Regions from separate parts of the Oryctolagus cuniculus genome. Here region 2 is linked to region 1. The links are chromatin contacts, called in public Hi-C maps. All regions are on one chromosome and are shown on one strand. Each heading gives the region's core, a stretch centred on a gene start, on an enhancer-like site or on the middle of the called end of the contact. The rest is flanking DNA. Distances are from core to core; before and after follow the strand shown.

Region 1 (4,522 bases), core at 1,418-3,917:
AATCTGCCTTTCAAATAAATACATCTTTAAAAAAAAAAAAAAGCAGATTCAAATAACTTAGAAAATAGAGACTAAAAAATTTCAAAGTGTACTCTACTCTGCCATGCTTGCTCCCAAATAGTTTTGGGAGTTTTCAAGTTTCCTCCCCAGATGTTTTCCAGTAGTTTACATTCACGCAAAGATGAGAATTTCTTTTTTCTTCTTCCTCTTTTTCTTAATGGATCAAACTGCACACATTGCCTGGTTTCCTTTTTCTTAATTTTTTTTCCAAATGTACAAAATTGTTTATTTTTCTCAGCAATTTTGTCTCGGTCATGTTTACAAATCCTTCAGTCAAGGTCTACGTCTTTGTTTTTGAATGATTCATGTTTTAAAATAGGACAACAGCAACATTTGCACAAGTATTGGTGGTAAAGAAATATGAAATCTACCACTGATCTGATGGTGCAGAGGAACAGATACCGGTGCCCAGAAGTGGGGTGGATGGACTCCGAAAGTCTCAGATACTAATTTTCCCTTCAGAGCAGTGTTGTGATATGTGTTTTGCTGTGTTACAATTTTTGTGGATCTAAGTAAATTGCTATTTTAATTATGACTAACGTCACTATGGTTTTGAGGTGGATGAGGCACAGAGCCAGTGAGGGACAAGGAGCTAAGAACTGCCAAGAGCAAAGCCATTGGCACCACCCAAATCCTATCACCTCTGATTACACATGGCTGAAGACTCGGCACACTCACTGCCTATCTGCCTCTCTTTCCCTCATGCTCAGAGCACCAGGACACCTTCTTGGAGATCCATGGGCAGTCCCACCTCAAACTCTGCCTCCTTTTGTGTCTTCAGCCAGGCCCTGCCCTGAGCATCAGCCCTACCCCATAAAAAGGACAATTCCAGCCTGCTTGGTGGAAATTCTCTCTCTCAAGGTTGCCCACACTGGCACTGAGTGTGTGCTGTCCCTTTGTCTTTTCTTCTCACCTTTATCTATGTCTCCTGGTTGAATGTTTTAAAGATTTATTTATTTATTTGAAACTCAGAGTTACACAGAGAGAGAAGGAGGGGTAGAGAGAGAGAGAGATTTTCCATTTGCTGGTTCACTGCCTAGATGGCTGCAATGGCTGGAGTTGTGCTGATCCAAAGCCAGGAGCCAGCAGCTTCCTCCAAGTCTCCCATGCGGGTGCAGGGTCCCAAGGACTTGGGCCATCTTCTATTGCTTTCCCAGGTCATAGCAGAAAGCTGGATTGCAAGTGGAGCAGCCGGGACTTGAACCAGCACCCATAGGGGATGCCAGCATTGCAGACGGTGGCTTTACCGGCTACACCACAGCACTGGCTCCTGGTTGTATTCTTACATGCTGGAAGATAAGAATGTGGACTAATTCTAGTTGGGGTCCGAGTCCAGTGGGAACTTTTGAGCCCCCTGCCGGGGGGGGGGGGTGGTTCCCCAGCCCCACATATTTGACAGCACTGACTTCATTTTGAGCGTTTTCTTGTGAGCAGCTGTAACTGGCTGTTAGTCACCTTACATTGGCTGGCTGTTGAGCCACACTGACAACTGTGCCACAACCTGCAATGACAGAGTTTGGGCCCAAGACGTTTCCCATCAAGGCTGGCTTTGGCAGCTGAGATGATGCACCTCCTGGGGTGGTACATACCAGTGCCTTGAAACTGCCATTTGGGCCACGTGTCACTGTGACTCCATTCTTTGTGAATATTTACTCTGCAAAGGCATGGACTGTCAGAGGCTAAGCTGGAGTCAAAAATGCTTTCCTGCAGTGCTGAGGGCTTGGCAGCCTCTGGACCCAGGGGAGTGTTACCTGGGAGACACATAGTCCCTGGCCCGTTGGACAATGACTTCCTGGACACACTGTTCGATTAGCACTCTGTGCTGGAATAATGTTCTTTTACCTATTTCTTTGCCTACGTTTTCATATATTCCTTTTGCTTATTTGCTTCTGTGTGCATGGCAAGCAACCAATTAACTCAGGAACTACCTTTGCCTCATTTGGTTTGTTAGTTAAAAGAGAAAAGGACCAGCCCCTCTTAGAAAAATTATAACCCTTGAGGTTAAAACTGTCACCAGCTATTGGCAAACCGGCCTACCCAGGCTGATCCAGCATGACGAGGAGCTTTGGAATCAGAGTCACAAACTAGCCTAACAAGGACTCAGTAAAGTTATTATCTAATAGCTCTTGCTCAGTTTTCCCACCTGTAAAATGGGGATAAGAAAACTCTGTTCCATCGATTGTAGTAAGCATTAATAACTCATTAACGTTCAACACAATAACTGACGAGAGCGATGATGGCGACAATGGCAATGATGACGACGACAATAATGGCGATGCTGAGGGAAGGTGGGGGTGCAGCAACAGGTGGGGTTTAAACTGCAAGGTTATCAACACCAGGAATGGATGCCTAGGGGCACTTTTTATTAAAAGCTATCAAATCAGTCTGGCTCTCTGGAATGCCCTCTGGGGACGACATGGACAACCAAGCTCCTGTTTTGGAAACTTCAACATCCCAGGCTTTCAGGAGCCTGCGCTTGGTTAAACTTTTGGGGAAACAGAGAACTACAACTACCAGGATGCAACGGTTCAGGCTCCGCCCAGGACGTTGCGCCATCCTATTTTTCGCCGATCTGCCGGCCAAAACTACAAATCCCAGAAGGCTCTGCCGCAGCGCTCTTTCTAACCGTCTCGACACTCCCACTTTTTGAAGAGAAATTGAGCTCGTGTTGCTCATTGGGAAGTGTAGTTCGGTGGTGACCGAGCGCTCCAGGCCTGGGCGCTGCAATAAGGCGAGCGAACTGGCAGCCCTTGAGTACCCGCTACGCTCACCGTCCGCCCGGAAGAGTAATCTGGTTCGGTAGGACTCTGCACTCGGGGTTGGCTGCGAATGCAGGCTCCCGTTCTAGGCCTCAGCAGGTAAGGAGGAGGACGAGACCAAACGCCAGCCTGCGGGGGGGCGGAGAGCGCAGGGTGAATCCAAGCGGTGATAGGGGTGGGAGCGGGGCGTGGCGCCCCTTATCGCGGGGTCAAGGTAAGGCGTGCCCCGGAAATGGCGTGGAACCCAGGTTCCAGCCCAGAGGGGAAGAAGGGCATCCAGGTGGCCGGGTGGCGTTCTGGGTTGGGGCTGGCCGTGGGAGTTCTCGGCCCATAGCCTGGCCGCGCTGGCTGGTGGAGTCAGCTCCGGAGGCCTGGCCCCGGGGGAAAGTTAGCTGGGGTCTGCTTTGCCTCGGAACGGAGCCTCCCCTGCTCTCGGCCCCAGTGCTGGGGCTTGGAGGGGCTGGACGGCCTCTGAGGGTGGGTGTTTTGGGGGCCTTGGCCAAAGGGAGCCCCAGCCAGGCGGGGAAGGTTCACCGAATGCTGTTGGAGGACTCCCTGCCCACCGTCCCAATCGGTGCTTGGCGCTGGACAGGCCATTTACTGTGACCCACCGGCAGGGAAATCGGTGTCCTGCGCCCTGGGTCGGGGATGTGTTGAAAATAGCTCAGCTCGCAGGGTGCAGGAGCTGCAAAATAATCAGGTTGATCCTATTTTGGAGTAACTATAGGAAAAAATGGAAAACTGTACTGTGCTGAGTTACTACCTGTGGTTATTGATGACTAGTGTGGTTGCAGATCAGTTCTACTTTCCTTGATGTCTTTTTAAGATTCTTTTACAAACTTATTTGAAAGGCAGAGTTACAGAGAGAGGAGACAGAGAGGATCTTCTTCTATCTGTGGATCACTCCCCCAAATGGCCACAATGGCTGGAGCTGGGCCCATCTGAAGCCAGGAGCATCTTCCAGGTCTCTCGTGTGGGTTCAGGGGTCCAGGTTCTTGGGCCATCTTCCACTGCTTTCCCAAGCACATTAGCAGGGAGCTGGATCAGAAGTGGAGCAGCCAGGACTTGAATCAGTGCCCGTATGGGATGTTGGCACTGCGGAGTGCGGCTCAATCCGCTATGCCACAGTGCCGTCCCCTCCTTTATGTCTTTCTGTAGTGTCTGAATTTTGTACAGTGAGCATGTATTACATTTTCTTTTGTCTTAGCCTCCCAAAGGACTTACTTAAGTGGCATCATGGGTTGCAGTTTGGAAGGCTTGTACCAGGCCATGTGCAGACTGGCTTACCAAACACAAGAGCACTGAACGAAAGGGGGAGATTTATTGTGTGGTCTGTGTGAGCTCATGCTTTTCTCCTTCCAGCTCGGGAAGAGGCTGTTTTCACAAGTGTCATGCCCTTGGAGGTGGTCTTTTTCAGTCTGTTCCATTATTTTTTCTGGTTTAGTGTTGCCTTTTTCATTATCTGGTGGAGTTAGGTTGCACTGCAGAACTTTCTTGGGAATCTAATAACTCGACTAGAGCATGGGAAAGAGAAAAATAGTACAGCTAAAATACTTTCTTTTTGTTTAAATAATAGTTTATTTGAAAGACAGAGAGGGAGAGAAAGAAAGAGAGAGAGATCTTCCATCCACTGATTCACTCCCCAAATGGCCACAAAGGCCAAGGCTAGTCCTGGCTGAAGCCAAGAGCCAGAACTCCATCTT
Region 2 (4,522 bases), core at 779-3,278, 310 kb before region 1:
AATGGTTGGAGCTGTGCCGATCTGAAGCCAGGAGCCAGGAGCTTCTTCTGGGTCTCCCTTGTGGGTGCAGGGGCCCAAGGACTTGGGCCATCCTCTACTGCTATCCCAGGCCATAGCAGAGAGCAGGATCAGAAAAGGAGCAGCCGGGACTAGAACCAGTGCCCATATGGGATGCAGGCGCTTCAGGCCAGGTCTTTAACCTGCTGCACCACAGCGCCGGCCCCCAGATTCTTTCTTTAAATTATCCCCTGTCTCCCACAGTTCTTTGGGAACATCCTAGTCCACATTGATCTGTCTACCATCTTGATAGAGGGCAGAGAATCGGGCAATTTGTGCCAAAGTTTTCCACCCAGTGGACAAAGCCTACTTGACTCCTCCTCTAAAATGATCATTTTTATGGGACAAGGAACTCCACTGTGTATCAGTTTAGGCGCTTGAAGGTACAACTGGTGTCTGAAATCCATGAGAGTTTGTTACTAAATGTGACAGGGAGGATAAGGAGTCTCAAGGATGAGCAAAGCCACTAGAAAACAGGGACAGAGTGAAACATTTAGAAAGCCAGGCTACCGCAGTAGCTTGTAGTAACAATAAAGGTTTGTGCACATCACTTTGAGTTAGATTTAGCTCCATATAATTAAAACCCTAAAATATCAATGGTTTAAACAAGATAGAAGCTTCTTGTATAGAAGTCTAGAGGCAGACCATCCCTGTGAAGTCATCTAGGTCCTTGGTTTCTTCCATTCCATTTTCAATAGTAGGATGTGGGAGCCTCATTACTCCTCAATGTCCTGGTGCTGACTACAAAACTTCAACCATCTTATCCACACTTTGGCAAAACAGAGGTGGGGCAAAAAAGTGCACATCTTCATTTTTAAGGAAACTTCCTAGAAGTTCCACTGAACACTCCTTACATCTCTTTGGCTAGACCTCAGTCACATGACATCATAGGCAAAAGAGGCTGGGAAATGCCAACTTTAGGCTGTGTAGCTACACTCTCAGCTAAGTATTGAGGTGATGCTATTAAAAAAAAGGGAAGAGTGGCTATTTTGATAGTTAAGTAAGAATTTCTGACATAATAATTACTCAAAAACATTCAGAATCTCAAACTGCTGATATAATTTATTTAATTTATTTTTATATTTATTTGTTGCTCTTTAGTTCACTCATTCATTTATTTTGGCCTGAATAGTATGTAAGGAATTTATATGTAAGTATCTGCTGCCTATACTAGATATGTATGTGCTATACACACATATTAGCACCTCATGTGCTTTGCAATTAAACTGCCATAATGTCATCATGCTCAAGTTTTGTAAGAAATAGTGGACAAGAGAGTACAATTGCATAATAGCAGAATAACCCTTTTTACTGGTGGTAGAGGTGGAACAGATATGGTGACTTTTTAATCTAATCTATAAAGACTGAAAGGAAAGGATTGCATTTGTTAAGTGTTCCCTAAGGGTGACAGGTAGCTCTAAGCATGAAGAAGCCAGTGTTAGACCTCTGTTATTTGGCAAGACCTCACTCAGAGCCTTAATCACTCAGACCTTTCCAGAGTTTGGAAACAAAGAGGGTCTTTTCTGTGCTTAGAAGATTAATCCAGATGACTAGATTCTGAGTTAAAAGAAAATCATTCTTGACGTTATCTTTCTAGATTCAAAATGTTGAATCCCAAGAAGTCATCAGATTTTGGAGATTTGGGTCCTCATCCAAAAAAAGCTGGTGCTCATTTCTTGTTCTTATTTCAGAAAGAAGTACTTGGAAGAACTGCTGTGAACCAACCCAGAGGGGTTGATCATGCTCCCCACAGAGAGTCATGGGCATTTTCCTAATGGATGGTGCTGAACCCCACCTTCAGAATAACTCTCTTTAAAAATAGCTATTATTAGTTTGACAAGAGAAGAGGTACTCATCATTTTTGAAGATAAGCTTGGTGCTCTCTGGTGCATTTTCAGAGATATGAACAATTGAAGATAAAGTAAAAATAAAATCTGATTAATATTTGCTTACTTTGCCTTTGAGGTGCTCCAAAATTGCTCTGAATGTCATCATTTGCAGAAATAAAGGTGAGCATAATAGGTGTCTTCTATATCTTTATGTAATGAACTTAGTATGTATCCATAAATATTGACTTCTTCCATGCACTAATAATTTATGGGTTGTCTATTTAGGCGGATATTTCTTCCAATCTCCTTTTTATTTAAACCCACATTACAAAATTGTTACCAACGGTGTCACAATTTTCTGGGGTTGAGGAGACCGATGGTCAAGGCCCAAAATAATGTGATTAGGACAAGAGCAAGGTGCCCATAGTGGAATGGAGGAGCAGAAGTGAGTGTGAGATTATGGCCAAGGGATACAAAGACAACAAACACTGTCATGGCCTTAACCCTGGTTGGGCTCATCACCTAGTGGAGGAAATAGGCTTGCAAATAAAAATCATTTAAAAGGTGCCCTAAAGAGGTAAATGCCCATGCCGGAGGCAGGACAACCGATCCACAAAAGAACTAAAGCCATCTCATCCTTGCTGTCAGTAATGCCTAGACAATTTTGGAGAAGAAATTGGAGTTAGATACCTTATTTACCACATTTGCTCAATTCTGTTAACTCCTATTTACCCAGTCTCCATGGTGACTGTCAAGGAAGAGGACTGTATTTCCCAATTACTTAGCAACTGTAGTATTCTGATGGGGATAAACCATGTCTGACCTGATATGGTTACACTGTTATTTCCAAGTCATCTGTCAGTTCACATTAGGCAGCATGTCCTGTTCATGTCCATGATTAGCAAGACCCACGGTTTTCTTTTCTTTTCTTTTCTTTTCTTTTCTTTTCTTTTCTTTTCTTTTCTTTTCTTTTCTTTTCTTTTCTTTTCTTTTTTAAGATTTAATTATTTGAAAGACAGAGTTACAGAGAGAGATAGAAACAGAGAGAGGTCTTCCATCCACTGGTTCACTCCCCAGATGGCTGCAACGGCCCGAGCTGTGCCAATCCGCAGCCAGGATCCAGGAGCTTCTTCCATGTCTCCCACATGGGTGCAGGGGCCCCAAGGACTTGGGCCATCTTCCACTGCTTTCCCAGGCCATAGCAGAGAGCTGGATCGAAAGAGGAACAGCCAGGACTAGAACCAGCATCCATACGAGACCCATGATTTTCTACAAAACAAGACTAAATGTTCAAAGAACTACTTTCAGATGATTTGAAAGTTTCATTGTGTCAGTTTGGAATGGCTATGCAGGGCTTACTTTTTGCAGTGTTGAAAAAAGACTCGTGGCCAACATGAAAAGGTTTCTTTTCTTCAACTCAACATAAGCCTTTTATGTGGATTTTAAAAAATAGTTTTTGATGGAAATAGAACATTGTACATCACCATGTACAACTATTTGGGATATAAGCTTTTATTATTTCATATCTGTATCCTATGGGTATAAGTGTTCATTTCATATCTGTACACTACATTTTAACTAATTTTCCCAACTTGTTATCTAACTATTGCTGCAGTTCTCAGTCTGAACACAAAGCCTGCACATTTTTATTTTGTATAATAAAGTCATCATTCACATAGTTAAGAATCAGTGATATCAAACTCAAACACATTGTAGGAACTACAACACTAAATAGGAAGGAAAAAATTTGACCCAGAGGAAAAGCAACCTCATCTTGGCCCTTGGTAAAAAGCTAGAAACATCAGAGGAGGAATTACCAAGTTAAAAACCACATTCAAACAATTCTGTTAGTTCAGTTACCTAATCTTAATAATCTCATTTGTGTGGCCGCAGTCAGGTGCTGCATGTAAGCTAGGTGAGCCTTGGGCTCTCGGTGCTCAATGCTTGTATTAGTCTGCTTGGCCTCCATACAACATAAACTGTCTAGGTGACATGAGCAATAGAAATTTTTCTCCAGTTCTACAGGCTAGAAGTCAAGATCATGGTAACAGGATTGTTGGTTTCTGGTGAGGACTCTCCTCTTGGGCTGCAGATTGTCACCTTTTTCTTGTACGTTCGTGTGATCTCTTTGTGCAAGGAAGGGGGAGGGTGGAAAGAAAACTCTCTATTATTTCTTCTTATAGAGGCACTAATCCAATTACATCATGAGGCCCTACCTTCATCTTATGGCTTTATCTAAACCTAATTACCTCCCAAAGGCCTCATCTCCAAATGTGGGGCCTTGTTGTGGGTTAGGACTTCAACACATGAATCTAGGGGGAGCACAAACATTCAGTTCATAACAGTGCTCCTCCATGTGGCTCTGTTCATTTTCATGGCACACCAGGTTCATGGCTGTTGGTCTTCATACATGGGGTCTGGCTTTTCTAGAAAGCAAAAGCCAGATCTGGGCAATCTGAAAGCATGTGCACAGAACTTGCCTAGTGCTGATTTTGTTACATTTTACTGACCGAACCAGGTCATAAGGCAAGTCCAGATTCAAGGGGAAGGGACTATTGGAAGGCATGGCACATGGGGTCACCAAAGTAACAGCATGTCATTTCCCTTTCTCTATTCCAACTATCTCCTTCATATGC

What was found. A called contact is a pair of places that touch in the nucleus more often than the background predicts.
Region 2: a Hi-C map of an unstated tissue shows a contact between it and region 1, with 2.1 times the contacts expected there. The contact joins the promoter of XRCC5 here to the promoter of SMARCAL1 in region 1. A contact is called at or near these places in 2 of 6 Hi-C or Micro-C datasets (psoas muscle and an unstated tissue).

Annotation. Positions count from the first base shown.
Region 1 is chr3:22,861,747-22,866,268 of mOryCun1.1, reverse strand. It overlaps SMARCAL1 (SNF2 related chromatin remodeling annealing helicase 1), which reads left to right and starts at 2,667. Exons shown (of 17, transcript XM_008259123.4): 1 at 2,667-2,918.
Region 2 is chr3:23,172,445-23,176,966 of mOryCun1.1, reverse strand. XRCC5 (X-ray repair cross complementing 5) reads left to right here and starts at 2,028. Exons shown (of 21, transcript XM_051848209.1): 1 at 2,028-2,066. The coding sequence starts at 2,043. TMEM169 (transmembrane protein 169) reads left to right here. Exons shown (of 3, transcript XM_070070224.1): 3 at 1-1,411.